Regions from separate parts of the Pan troglodytes genome. Here region 1 is linked to region 2. The links are chromatin contacts, called in public HiChIP or PLAC-seq maps. All regions are on one chromosome and are shown on one strand. Each heading gives the region's core, a stretch centred on a gene start, on an enhancer-like site or on the middle of the called end of the contact. The rest is flanking DNA. Distances are from core to core; before and after follow the strand shown. Region 1 holds the start of JAG1 (jagged canonical Notch ligand 1). Region 2 holds the start of MKKS (MKKS centrosomal shuttling protein).

The links. HiChIP or PLAC-seq counts read pairs in DNA pulled down with a chosen protein or histone mark.
Region 1: a contact with region 2 is called in an H3K4me3 HiChIP or PLAC-seq map of stem cell-derived excitatory neurons, with 3 times the contacts expected there. The contact joins the promoter of JAG1 here to the promoter of MKKS in region 2. A contact is called at or near these places in 1 of 7 Hi-C or Micro-C datasets (stem cell-derived neural progenitor cells) and 1 of 1 datasets of contacts at active chromatin or transcription factors (stem cell-derived excitatory neurons).

Annotation. Positions count from the first base shown.
Region 1 is chr21:17,181,467-17,188,250 of NHGRI_mPanTro3-v2.0_pri, reverse strand. It overlaps JAG1 (jagged canonical Notch ligand 1), which reads left to right and starts at 1,845. Exons shown (of 26, transcript XM_001169666.7): 1 at 1,845-4,531; 2 at 4,983-5,288. The coding sequence starts at 4,451.
Region 2 is chr21:16,940,352-16,948,085 of NHGRI_mPanTro3-v2.0_pri, reverse strand. MKKS (MKKS centrosomal shuttling protein) reads left to right here and starts at 2,226. Exons shown (of 6, transcript XM_024352036.3): 1 at 2,226-2,361. SLX4IP (SLX4 interacting protein) reads right to left here and starts at 2,184. Exons shown (of 9, transcript XM_063802675.1): 1 at 2,035-2,184; 2 at 1,016-1,315.

The sequences.
Region 1 (6,784 bases), core at 596-3,095, 240 kb before region 2:
CTACCATTAAGACTTTACTGGCTGGGCGCTGTGGCTTATGCCTGTAATCCCAGCACTTTGGGTGGCCAAGGCAGGAGGATCATCTGAGGTCAGGAGTTTTAAAGCAGCCATGGTCAACATGGTGAAACCCCATCTCTACTAAAAAATACAAAAATTAGCCACGTATGATGGCATGCATCTAATCCCAGCTGCTCGGGAGGCTGAAACAGGAGAATCACCTGAACCTGGGAGGCGGAGATTGCAGTGAGCCAAGACTGTGCCACTGCGCTCCAGCCTGGACAACAGGCTCTGTCTCAAAAAAACAAAAAAAGACTTTACTATTTTGCTTCAGTGTGTAACCACCCACCCAGCCATCCTCTCTCATCCCTCTAATTTTGTATGCATTTCAGTGTCAGTTGCAGATATCATTCCACTTCCCCGCTAAATGCTTCAGCACTCATATAACTGGAGGTGAATATCTGTTCACAATTCTTTTTTCCTCTTTTGAACACCTAATGAAATACAATCTTAAATGTACTATTTAATAAATTTTGACAAATGCATACACATGTGTAGCCCAAACACCTATCAAAAATATGAAACATTACCCCACAATGCCACCAGAAGAGCCTCAAGCCCATCCCAATGAAGCTCTGCTCCCACCCACCCACCCTCAAAATCACTCTTGTGATCTTTTTTCACCAGTTTTTCCTGTTCTGGAACTCCGTATAAATAAATTCATACAGGATGTAGTCTTTTGTGTCTGGCTTATTTCACTTAACATAATATTTTTTAGATCATCGATGTTACTGCTTATAATAGCAGTTCTCAATAAATATTGATTAGCTTATTTTAACCACAGTGTTGATTAACCAAGGATTACAGTTGATCAGATGTACTTAAATACAGCTAATATAGCTTGAATGTCTCTTATAAAGCTTTTGCAGGTTCAGAACTGCTATATGTTGTTGACTAGATAAAAGTGGGGCAAGTTTTCTGGGAAAAGAAAAAATGAGGCATCCATCATCTTTTTAGAATTAAAGGAAAAGATATCCAAGGATGATGTTTTGAGCACACGAGACAGGTCAGATAGTAACTGACTACAAGCCTCTCCCCTTCTCTCAGGTGTAGGTATGACAGCTAAAGATGGCATTTTCCACAGGAAGGTTTTTCTGGAATATTCATTTACACTTGGAGGCTATACCCCAAAGCAGGACAAGGCCTGCCAAGGGGGAATCTCTGTATTTCAGTTCTCTCGGCAGCAGTTCCTCATTCTCTAAGGAGGGGGGCTGACAACTGGCTTCAAGGAAGCGGAGGATAGAGCTTCCACTTAGTGTCTGTTGTGGTAAACGTGACTGGCTTTTTGGGGGAGTCCCAATTATTTGGAAGAGCCCCAACTGAAAATTTTCAAAAGAATTCCCTCTAGCCCACAACTGCCTTCTCTAAAAGTGGGTTCCCAGGCTCAGGAAGGGTGTGGGACTCTGTGCTATGTGACATGAAAATTTTGTGTTTATCAGTGATTTGACGTTCTTGTTAGGTGTAATCTGGTAGTTTTCACCTCTCAGAATTTATATTTTCTTTCCTATCAGTCAAATGGGCTAAATTCACTGGTGGACTGGAGGTGACACCGGCTTGCATGTGGCCCAGATTGCAACTGGTGGCACCTGCAATCTCAGGTAGCCCTTCTAGGTGAAGCCAGGTGGAGATCTAAACACTTTAACTAAAGGTCTGGCTCCGCAGCCTCTTTCCTGAGAGCTGTGGGGGGCACAAGGCACAGAATTAAAACAGGGTCCGACACAGGGAACTCCAAGGAATGTGCTCTTTAAGATCACACCAGCCTTTTTCAGCACCATTTTGCCTTTTTTTTTTTTTTTTTTTTTTGAGATGGAGTCTCGCTCTGTCGCCAGGCTGGAGTGCAGTGGCATGATCTCAGCTCACTGCAACCTCCGCCTCCCAGGTTGAAGCGATTCTCCTCTCTCAGCCTCCCGAGTAGCTGGGACTACAGGTATGCGCCACCACGCCCAGCTAATTTTTGTATTTGTAGTAGAGACCGGGTTTCACCATGTTGACCAGGATGGTCTCAATCTCTTGACCTCGTGATCCACCCGCCTCGGCCTCCCAAAGTGCTGGGATTGCAGGCGTGACCCACAGCTCCCGGCCCATTTTACTTTTAAACCGTTATTTAGCACCCAAACTCAGGGATACTTGGGAGTAGAAATTAGAACAGGACAGATAAGTGGGGAGACTGGTGTTGATGGAAACCTCAGTGAGAAAAGTGTAGATGGGATTACAGTTGACAACTGGTTGCCTTGATTTAGGATAATTGGGGAAAGGGAGGCTGGGGCACATTGAAACACCCAGGTTGTCGCTGCCTACCCCAGCTGCTAACATGACCAGCTGTAAACTTGCTCTGTTCTTAGAAACCTCCCTTCCAAAACATGGATTCTCTCGCCAGTGCTCAAGATGGGACACATTACCACTAAGTAAGCACTTTTCTTAGGAGCATTTCTTAGGCTGTTAAAATGCCAAGACTCCTAACCATCCTTGGTAGCTTTGAACCTATGTAAAGAGGTCAGTTAGCTGCCCTAGTTTATTCCTCAGAATGATGAGATTTGGCACTGAAAATATTGTTCATACTGAGCCTCCCATCAAATGCAATAAGTAGATAACCACAAATACCCACCCTTTTATGCTCGTAACTCAGCATGTTGGAAACTATTTTCCCTTGACCTATTGCCAGCCCATCACGCCCCACACCCAGGAGAACTCAAGCCCCAAACCGGCCGCTGAACAGTCACGCTTTTCTGCAGGACATACCTACTATTAGGGCCAAAACTTTGTCCACCCTTCAAAGGAAGTCGATGTTTCCATATAAAGGTCCCCTCAAATGCAACAGCAAGCCCGTTGGGAGAGGGGTTGGCAGAGGCTACGGCCAGCCCACGGGCTTTCTTCGACCTTGATTATGACCAGGAGTGTAGCTGTTAATTGCGAGGCTTGCCTCAAGGTGGAAAACAGTATCGGTTTCCACTGCCACCCCAGAGAAGGCAAGTTCCGCGGCTGGCGGTGGTGGGGACACGGTCCCTCCCAGGCCCATCTCTTGCCACCCAGAGAGCTGCTCGGAGGCCGCCTACAGGTGCAATCCCGGCACTGCGGCCGGGGCGGGCGTCCAAGTCCACCAGCATCTCCGCCGGCCCTTCCCAAAGCCTGAACAGGGCCCCGGCGTGCCCGCCGCCTTCTACCCCCGGTTTCCCCGCGCCTCTGCCCCGGCGCGGTTTGGAAAGGAAGCTGGGAGCCCTCCCAGGCTCCGCAGACTCGGATTTGGGAGGGGGTGGGACGCGGCCGAGGCTTCCCCTCGAATCTGCGGCAAGCCTGGCTCCAGGAAAGTTTTTCAAAGTTCCCAGCAGCGTCTGCCCAGGTCGCCTCCGCGGGGCGAGCAGACGGCGGCAAGCGCGCCAGCCTCGCCGCCGCCTCTGCCGCCAGCAGAGCGCTCTGGGCGGCTCGCTCGCGGGAAGCGGGCCGAACTCCCGGCGGGCAGGCAGGCCCTCCTCCCGGGGCGAAAGCCGCAGCTGACGCAGGCGGTTCGGAAGGCGGAAGCTGCCCCGCTCCGACCGCTCAGTCAGCGCCGCGGCGCCTACACCTGGGGCCCCGACGCGCGGGCAAAGGCGCACGGCCCGGGGCGCCCGAGGGGGCGGTCCCCGCTGGGGGCCTCCAGGCGTCCCTGAGCAACGATCCCTTCCAAGTACCTCCCCGCACTCTCCCTTCCCTCCTGGCCCGAAGCTCCCGAGGGCGGGGGTTGGTGTGGGGCCCTGGTACTTCTACGCCGCCCTGGGCATCCCGCAGCCCCCAACCCCTTCCAAGTTCCTCCTCGCACTACCCCCTCCACAGCAACGTGAAGGGGAGGGGCGTGCCCAGGGTGAGCACGCCCTCTCATGAATATTAATAAGCGCGCATGCGCCCTGCCCGGCGTGCTGGGTAGAGGTGGCCAGCCCCGGCCGCCGCTGCCAGACGGGCTCTCCGGGTCCCTCTCCGAGAGCCGGGCGGGCACGCGTCATTGTGTTACCTGCGGCCGGCCCGCGAGCTAGGCTGGGTTTTTTTTTTCTCCCCTCCCTCCCCCCTTTTTCCATGCAGCTGATCTAAAAGGGAATAAAAGGCTGAGCATAATCTAATAATAAAAGAAGGGGAGCGCGAAAGAAGGAAAGAAAGCCGGGAGGTGGAAGAGGAGGGGGAGCGTCTCAAAGAAGCGATCAGAATAATAAAAGGAGGCCAGGCTCTTTGCCTTCTGGAACGGGCCGCTCTTGAAAGGGCTTTTGAAAAGTGGTGTTGTTTTCCAGTCGTGCATGCTCCAATCGGCGGAGTATATTAGAGCCGGGACGCGGCGGCCGCAGGGGCAGCGGCGACGGCAGCACCGGCAGCAGCACCAGCGCGAACAGCAGCGGCGGCGTCCCGAGTGCCCGCGGCGCGCGGCGCAGCGATGCGTTCCCCACGGACGCGCGGCCGGCCCGGGCGCCCCCTAAGCCTCCTGCTCGCCCTGCTCTGTGCCCTGCGAGCCAAGGTAGGAGCCCTTCTCCGGGCCTCCCTCCCAGCCGTCCTCTCCCTCCCCTCGCGGCGCCCTGGGCGGTTGAGCCCCGCGAGCAGGCTCGGCAGCCCTCGAGCGCCCGACTCCTCGCCCCTGCGCCCGAGCGGCTGCACCTGGGCTGAGCGCGCCAACTCTCCCACGGGAGCCCCTGCCTCCTGAGGGTGACCCCTCCAGGCCGGGCAGGGGCGCGTTCGCTCCGCTCTTGCCCCCCGGGAAGTCGTCGGATTTCTTCCGCACTCGTGCATTTTTTTTAATTTTTTTATTTTTGCCCCGGAATCATGTTGAGTCCTTGAACGTAGTTTCGCAAAATTATTTTCACTCGGCGAGGAGGGCTCGTCGGGGCGGGGAGTGGGAGGGAGTCGCCCCCTCTATACTCGAAGAAAACAGATTTCTCCCGCGCTGACCTACCTCCTTCCCTCGCCGGCAGGTGTGTGGGGCCTCGGGTCAGTTCGAGTTGGAGATCCTGTCCATGCAGAACGTGAACGGGGAGCTGCAGAACGGGAACTGCTGCGGCGGCGCCCGGAACCCGGGAGACCGCAAGTGCACCCGCGACGAGTGTGACACATACTTCAAAGTGTGCCTCAAGGAGTATCAGTCCCGCGTCACGGCCGGGGGGCCCTGCAGCTTCGGCTCAGGGTCCACGCCTGTCATCGGGGGCAACACCTTCAACCTCAAGGCCAGCCGCGGCAACGACCGCAACCGCATCGTGCTGCCTTTCAGTTTCGCCTGGCCGGTGAGTGACTACTCGGGAAGGAGGCCGGGCGGAGACTCACACCCGCGCCTGGCCGAGCCCTGTTATCCCTTGCGAGAGGGATTTAAAGGGCTTTGGCTTGAAACTCGGCGCTAACTGGGGAAATCTCTAGGGGTGGCGGGTAAGGGAGCCGGGACACTATAGTTAGATCTCGGCTGGGGTAGTCGAGGTGGGTCCCATTCCTGCTGCTATTTGCTTAGTGCACAAAAGTGGGGATCCCAGAGGGTTTATGGGACCAGGCTCCTAGGAAGGCCGGTGTAAACTTGCAACTTGAAGTTCCCAGAGTAACTCTCCCGGCCCCAAGCCAAGAGATCGTTGTAGCTGATCTCTTTGCTTAACTAATTAAACCTGGTGCGCCGTGGAAGGCGACTCGGCGCAGTTCTGGCCTGCGAACGCCGTCCAAATTGGCAACCTCCCCTTTCCCGTGAACGGCCGGGAGGGCGGGTGTGTCCTTCCTGGAGGGTGTGGGGGAGTCCGTTTCCCGCTGCTCCCCGGGAGATTTTAGTGTGTGCGGGGGCGCTCTCCAGGCTCGGCTTAAGGGCCGGGGGCGGCCGCCGCAGGAGGAGGTTCTTGGGGCCCTCACAGGAGCTGTAGACCTGGGAACCCCCGCCCGCTGCTGGCCCCTTCCTGCCCCCGCCCCCGAGTGGTGTAGCTCTTGTGGCCTCACTTCCAGCGGTTCCCGGGCTCTGGAACAGCTGTGTTTGCAGACTTCCCCGGGAAGGGCGGGTGCCAAGGCTTGGAAGGGGTGGTCTTCTGGAGGTAGTGCCTGAGGGTGCAAGTGATAGGCCCTCATCCCCCCGCCCCATTCCGCCCCCAAAGGAGCTCGAGGCCCGGGCCCAGCTGGCAGATCCTGCAGCGAGGCCCTTGCAACATCCCAAAATGGGTGGAAGGAAGATGGGTGCGATTGCAGAAGGGGAGGAAAGGGAAATGTTGGGGGTGTGCCCTCTGCCTGGCTCCCGCTGTCCAGGAGGCATGACTCATTGCCAAGACTGGGGCTTGGCCTAGCCTGTGCTGGGAGGGTGGGTGGTGAGAGGGGGAGCTCGGTGCCCCAGAGCATTGCTTTCCACCACGTGCTCTAATGGGGTGCACTCTGCTGCCTCCTGTCCGCCGGCTTAGGTTGTGATTCTGGGAGGAGACGAGAGGGGAGACTATCTGGCTGTGTCTGTGTATGAAGCTTGGGGTGGCTCTTAAAATCCACGATTACAGGAGCTGGCATTATACAGTGCCCTCTGCTGTGGGTGAGATAAGACAGTTATCAAAAACTGCCATGAAAAGGGGTTTATAAAAAGAAAAAGTAAAACCAACGCTGTCTGTGAAGCTCTCTTCAGGTCCAAGGGCTGCTTCTGTTGTGGGATTTCATTTTTACCAAGAGTATTTATCTTGTTTGTTAATCCCCTATTAGGGAGAACTTTAAGCTAAAGAGTCTGGCTGCGTTTAAATCTGGCTGGCCCAAGCTGACTGTGAATACTCAAACTGCC
Region 2 (7,734 bases), core at 977-3,476:
GGAGAATTGCTTGAACCCAGGGGGCGGAGATGGCAGTGAGCCGAGATCGCGCCACTGCACTCCAACCTGGGCAACAGAGCGAGACTCCATCTAAAAAAAAAAAAAAAGCAAGAAAGGGCTGTATCTTTAGCCCATGCCCTGAATCAATGTTCCTTGAACTTTAAAGTACACTTCTTGAGGAAGATTCTGATTCAGCAGCTCTGGGGCGAGAGGCATGAAGTGTAATTCTAACAAGCTCCCAGGGGATGCTGATGCTGCTGGTAGGTGAAACGAACTTGGAGCAACAAGGCCCTAAGTAACTGGAATATTAGTTTTAACGCTAGCCAACTGGCTTACAAATATCGTTATGTCTAGGATCCAAGAAGTAAGTGTCAATACCATTAATTCCTACACCCGGCCAAAAAAATTAAAAACTAAAAGTAAAAAAAAATAGTTCAGGGGAAGGAGAAAGCAAATACTTGTTTATACAGTCTAGCAGTGCTAAGAACCACAAAATACTGTTATTTGTCTCAACCTAGTAGATGTCAAGGTGATAAAATGTAGGCTCCATGAGTTAATGGATTTTTTTTTAGCTAACTCCTGAATCCTTATGGCCTAGCACAAATTAGGTACTCAAGAAATGCACTGAATAAATGAATGAATGGGAAGTATATACAAACGCAATCTGTATTTACCTCACATCTCCAAAAATGTCTGGGAAGGGAGAGGTATTTGTACTGCTGGATGCAGGTAGCCATGATTTGATACAAATACCTGGCCCATCTACTGCATTCCCTTTGTCCAAGACAGTTAACTTTCCTGAATAATATCTCCACCGTAATGCCCATGCTCATGGCATCCTGATGTTTAGCAACTTTTTGGCTTTTTGAAAACAATGAAGAAAGGTGGAAGTACAGGGAGAAGGATTCGGAAAAGTCTCAAAAAATCAAAGCAAAAAACCAGGAGGGAGGAGATGGGCAAACAGTTCAGTTCACTTGAAAGAACATCTGAGGTTGTCAGAGGTCCATGTGCTTACCTATGATGGTGGCGGGGTTTGGGCTCGGGCTTTTATATGTTTTGTTACTGTCCAGGGTCACTGGCGGAGTAGTGCCTGGCTGTGGACACCCGGACTACACAGGTAGCCGGAACTGCAGCCAACCTTCAGAAGCTTAAGGGAAGCACTTTCGCGCTTACTTCCTCCTTCCCAGGGTCTCCGCGCGCGTTTGGGAACTCAGCCGCCGCCCAAACACAAAATAATCTGGGCAGCTTCGCTGCTGGATTGAGGCCACAGCCAGGATTTAAGATGGCAGCGAAACACTTCGATGGCCCGTGGAATCTGCCCCAAAGAAAAATGGCCTCTGTTCAGAATATCGCGGCTTTCAAAGTGGGCCCAAAACAAAAATGGCGCCGGACGCAGGCTACTTAAAGGCTGGGAACCCAATGACTCTGATTAGCAAGTAACGAATCATGGTAACTCACGGTGCTAGGCAGTTGAACTGACCGAGAGAAAAAAAACACGCTTTTCTGTGGTATGATTTCTTAACATTGGAAAATGACTAGTTCAAGAATGGAACATATATTCGGTGCGAAAGATTGTGGGAAAGGAAAGGTAGCTTTCACAGTGCCGGATAAATTTTAATGAAAATAGCCATGTTTGAACATAACTTCCTATATATTTTTTAATGTTAAAAGAGAATAAAAGGTTTGTGCTGGAACCCAGAAGCAGGATGGGGAAATACCGGGTGAATTATCTAATCTGTGAAGAGTATGAGCTGTAAAAGTCCGCGCTTCCCTGTAAGCCCTCAGGAAGGACTGAGGGCGGATGCTTTAGTAGAAGGCAACTAGCTCTCACGGCGCATGTCCGTTTTCCAAACCCGATCCGGGGAGTTACTGGAGGGTAAAAATCCTGATTTTCCAGACAACCGCACAGAGAGGCGGGATACTGGCGCTGAGCGACAAATCCAAGCGCTTTGTGATTGGTCATGTCAGGACAGAGAGCAGAGCGCCGTGGACTATTTCTTTCTTTCATTCAATAAATCATTGTTAAACGCTCACCAAAAGGCAGAAGCTGTGCCATTTTGATATGTTATTTAAATTTTATGCGTTCTTTTAAAATTTCAGTTTCAACAATTTGCTGGAATATACGCTGAATAAACTTCGCTCCCCGTTTTTTCCGGTGACGGCCGCAGTTGGCTGGAGCTTCACGGAAAACCCGGAGAAGCGGAGTGGGGGCGGCCCGGCGCCGACCGCAGAGCTGCGCGTGCTCCGTGCCCTCGCGCGACGCGAAGGTTGCCGGGATCCGCGGCAGCAGCGACTGCTTGAGATCTGTTTCTGGGGCCTCTGGCGGTGGCGGCCTGGGGCGGCGCGACGGCTGGTGGGCAGGTGAGAGCGCTGGGACTTTAGGTGGAAAAGCCCGCTTTGTGTCCGGCCGAAGAGAGGGGAAGGGGCTTGTAGGCGCCTCCCTCTCCACCCCCAAAGGTCACCGGTGTCCTCACTGAAGGATATTTGAGGGCGGGGATAAGGAGGAGGCTGGCTCTCTGTAGGAGGCCAAAGACCGACCTCTGAAATAGCTGCCGATGGTAAATGTTGCGGTCGGCACGGATGCGGGCGGCGAGGTCTTCCCGCCGGTGGGGAGAGCTGGAGGAGTGGCGCCTCACCACGCTCCCACCTGCGCTGCCGCCTTCTACGCCGAACCTGTGACTCCCCGTCCCCTCCCTCGCTGGGAGGGGCCCCGTGTGCCCCTGACTGTCTGGAGGGTGCACGGTGTACCCCAGGCTGTCGGGAGGTGGGGGCCGCCCTCCGACGGCGTTAGAGACGTTGTGCAGCGTGGCCCTGCCAGATACGTGAAAGCAGCCGCGGGGCTTGCAGGGCTGTGGACCTTGTAGGGATGACCCTCTAAGGTCATGCTCGTCTTCCTCCCCGATAAGACCATACCCAAATCCTGTTGCCGTTTCAGAGACTCAATATGACGGTTTCATTCATTCATTAACATCTTCAGTTTATCCATAAACAGATATGCACGTGTCTACAGCACTGCCGAGTTAGTAGATACGGCAGTGACCAAGACGGACTTGCACGGTCCTGACTCCATGTTCTAGTGGTGGGGGAGAAACAATACGCTCCCTATCCATGAGTTGCGCATGTGTGAATTCAACCAACTGCGGATAGAAAATATTTTGGGGCGGCGGGGTTTGGTGGCTCACCCCTGTAATCCCAGCACCTTAGGCTCCCGAGGCGGGCGGATCACTTGAGTCAGGAGTTTGGGGCCAGCCAGGCCAACGTGGCGAAACCCGGTCTCTACTAAAAGTACAAAAAAATGAGCCGCGCGCAGTGGCGCACGCCTGTAATCCCAGCTACTTGGGAGGTTGAGGCAGGAGAATCGCTTGAGCCCTGGAGGCGGAGGTTGCGGTGAGCGGAGATCACGCCACTGCACTCCAGGTTGGGCGACAGAGACTCTATTTAAGAAAATAAATAAATAAAAACATTCTGGGGGAAAAAAGATGGTTACATCTGTACTGAACACGTGCAGACCTTTTTTCTTGTCATTCCCTAAACACTGCAGTGTAACAACTACTTACATAGCATTTAACGTTGTATTAGGTATTATAAGTAGCCTAGAGATTATTTAAGGTACATGGAAGGAGGTGGCAAGTTGTGTACAAAACTACACGATTTGATTTTTTTTTTTTTTTTTTTTTTTTTTTTTTGACAAAGAGTCTCGCTCTGTCGCGCAGGCTGAAGCTGGATCTCTGCTCACTGTGCAACCTCCGCCTCCCGGGTTCAAGCAATTCTCCCTGCCTTAGCCTCCGGAGTAGTGTGGGATTACAGGCACCCGCCACTGCACCTGGCTAATTTTTGTATTTTTTAGTAGAGATGGTGTTTCGCCATGTTGGCCAGGCTGGTCTTGAACTCCTGACCTCAGGTGATCCACCCGCCTCGGCCTCCCAAAGTGCTGGGATTACAGGCATGACCCACGGCGTCTGGCCTACTACACAATTTTTAAATCAGGGACCTGAGCATCTGGATTTGGGTATCTATCATGGGTCCTGGATGCAATCCCCCAAATACTGAGGGGTGATTGCACATTGATATTGAGCAAGATGTTTCTAGATTGTCCTAGGTTGGGTTTCCTGAGAATCAGACTCTGAGGAGATTTAGAGGCAGGACATTTACTAGAGAAGACTTTTTGGATGATTACCAAGGAAGAAAGGAAGCAGGATTGGGCAATAGAAAAAGTTAAGCTGCAGTGAAGTCTCAAGGATGTTCTCCACCAGTCCCACAGGAACTCTAGTGCTGGGTTGGCCCTTCAAAGTTGAAGAGAAGGGCCAAGCTTTTATACTCCTTGATTGATCTGTCGTTGGATGTCTGTTTCCCTGGAAAGGGCCTAACTTCAATTCTCTTCAGCCAAGTCAATCATGGACGGAGGCTGGCAGCCGAGGTCTGTCTCAGCACTTCCAGGAGCTGGGGAAATAAGCCTTTCATTCCTTAGGGGGGTCAGGGTGGCACATCACAGCATTCATCACAAAGGTAGGGCTTTGAAGGAAACACATGTGCTAGAGAATAATGGGGAGGGAGAGGGAAAACACTTTAGGTTGAGTGCTGAGAGAAAGGCTCTCTGAGTAGGTGACATCTGAACTAAGAGCTGAAGCAGAAGAATAAGCCATCCTCTGTGGACCAAAGGGGACAAGATTCTCTACTTTTCTGCTACGCACTAGGAATATAGCAGAGAAGACAAGTGGCTGCTACCTTCTGTTATCGTGGGTGGCAGTGACTAGTTTTTCTAGATCTTGACTCCCTGCCGTAACTAAAGATGGAGTAAGTAAAAATGGATTGAGACTAATTCAGAGGAGGATAGAGGAAAAAATGAGAACTATGATTTTGAAAAATGAGTCAACTTGGTAAAGACTTTATGCAGTTTTTTGTGCGGGTTTGGTTTGGTTTGGTTTTTTGACCCTATACAGCATTGAGTTATGTTTTATTAAGATTGTCCCATTATCTTCTCAAACCTATATTCTCCTTGAGGACAAGAATCATGCCTTACTCTTCTTGGTAGTTCCCCCCTGAGGCTAGTAGTCTTGCTAGCACCTAATAGACACTAAGTGAGCATTTGGATAGAATTAATCTTGTACATATTTGAAGTGAAAATTGCTAATCCCTAAATATTGTGAATGTGGGATACATGACTGTGTTTGGGTTTGTCTTTATAGCATTTCCTCACCTTATAAGTTAGAACCCAATTTTAGTCAAAATATTCGATGATAATATATAATTGCTTTGATCAAGCAGGAACCTCCAGGGGTGCCTATTTTTATATATGATTCGTATAAGATAATATACTCCCAATAAAAGTAATGGCTGCCGTGTATTGAGCACTTCCCACATGCTAGGCACTGTACTAAGCTATGAATATATATAGTTCGCTTCAAAATGTGGCCCCCTATTTCAGATCATGACATTGAGGCAGGAGAGAAGTAATTTGTCCAAGACCATAACTGATTTGTGATGGAGGTTAGACTTTGATTCTCACCATTACTCAGTGCTTTTGCTCTTACGTAAAACGTTGTTTCAGACCAACAGCGTGTCTGAAAATGTCGACCAAGTTTCAGTCATTGTAGGATTCTCACATTTGATCACTTGGCTGCTCTATTAACTGTTATTAGAGAAACAAACATGAAATTTTTCACCCTGTCTTTGCTTCTTTGCTCTGTATCAGTTTTCTGACTTCCTTCACAGCTTTCCTGGCTCTCACCTTAGAAGCTTGACAGTTATCTGTCCTCTAATATCCTAGAATCTAATTACCAGATTCACTACCCTAGTCAAACCCCAAAGACCTCTGAACCTCTCTGTTGACACTGGGTATTTTTATTCTTAGCTAACTAACTGAAACTGCCCAGAGAAGTGGGCCTTCCTTTATGGGGACCACTTCCCTTAGTTTGGGCATTAATTCTAATCCTCTCCAATTCTTGCTATACTACAGGTTAATTCCAGTAATGTTTTTTTCTTTTTGACATAATCAAAATAATAATAGCTAACAATTACTGAGCCCAGACTAAGTGCCAAGTGTTGTGATAACTGCACAGCAAGCTTATGATATGGATGTTATTATTCACATTGTACACACAATGGAACTGAAGCACAGTGAGATTAAGTGACTCATCCAAGGCCACACAGCCAGTTGTAAAGTGGTAAGTGAAGATTCAAAGCCAGGTGGTATGAGTCCACAGCTCATCCCTTAATCACTACATGACAATGCATTCTTACAAAAATGATTTAAAGTGCTTGACTTTCTGAAAACTGGTAGGCAGGATCTAGATCCTAGTGGATTTTTCTTTCTGCTGTACTAAGAAATTTAGATTTCACTCTAGTCAAAAATGTCACTAAAGGCTTTTAAGCAAAGCAGGAATACAACCAGATTTGTTTTTGTTTTTGTTTTTGTTTTTTGCAAGATGGCTATATTAAAAGTGTAGAGAATGGATTAGTGGATGTAGACTGGAACAGTGGGTCTCAAACTTTAGCTTCAGAATTACCTAAAGAATTAATTAAAACACAGATTACTGGACCCCACCCTAGAGTTTCTGACTCAGTAGGTCAGGAGGGGCAGCTTGATAATTTGCATTTCTAATAAATTCTCAGGTGTTGCTAATGGCACTGTTGAGAGGACCACACTTTGAGAACTACTGGAATCGAAGCAAGGAGGTCATGTGAGGGCGCGAGGGTCTGGACTGTGACCCTAGTGGGGAGGGATTATGTAAAGAAACACTTATGTCAAATGGCAGGATGTGCTGAGTGAGTTGACGAGGAGCATGAGGAAAAGGGCAGAGTCCAGTATATCCAGATTTCTGAATTGAATGGCTTAGTAGATAATGCTTTTTGTTAACGAAACAGGAAATCCAGGTGGAACAGCAGTTTGGGAGGGAAAGAGGACTTATTTTTATATGAGATGAATTGAGACTATTTGTGGGGACGGTTAGTTCAAAGGTGTACAGTTGCAGTTTATTATGTGGGTCTAAGCTGGAGATGAACGTGTGAGAGCCAGAGTGGATGCATGATCATAGAAGTTTGGGGATTGAATGAGACCGCCCAGGAAACAAACACTACCAAAGACAGATCTTTGATAAGGATGAATAGGTGGATGGAAACCAGCAGGCTATTAAAGGAGACTAAGAAGGAACAGTATAGAGTCCTGAGTACTTAGGAGTCTCAAGAACACATCAAAAGGCTACCGAGAGATTATGTAAGGGGAAGGATTGGTGATATTTATGGTCAGAACACTCCATGGAGAATGAAACAAAAGCAGATTGCTTGGGTTTGAAGATGGAATGGGAAGTGACTAGGAAAAGATGCATTATTTGAAAGGAAAGAGATTGTGTAGTACTGGGAAGGAAGATGGTAAAGGGCAGTTGCCTTAGGGAATTTGTTTTTGACTCTTCAGTGGAGAAAAATGGTCATAGTTATGCAAAAGAGAAAGGCCCTTAAGAGTGGAAGGTTGGAGGTAGATGAGAGGGGATAATGAAGTTAGAACCCCAAAGATACAGTAGAAAGTGGGACTGGAACACAGGTAATAGGAATACCAGTTCTTCTGACAGCAGGCAAGGAGTTTTATTTATTTATTTATTGAGACGGAGTCTTGCTCTGTCACCTAGGCTGGAGTGCAATGGCGCAATCTCGACTCACTGTAACCTCTGCCTCCTGGATTCAAGCGATTCTCCTGTTTCAGCCTCCCAGGTAACTGGGATTACAGGTGCACGCCACCAC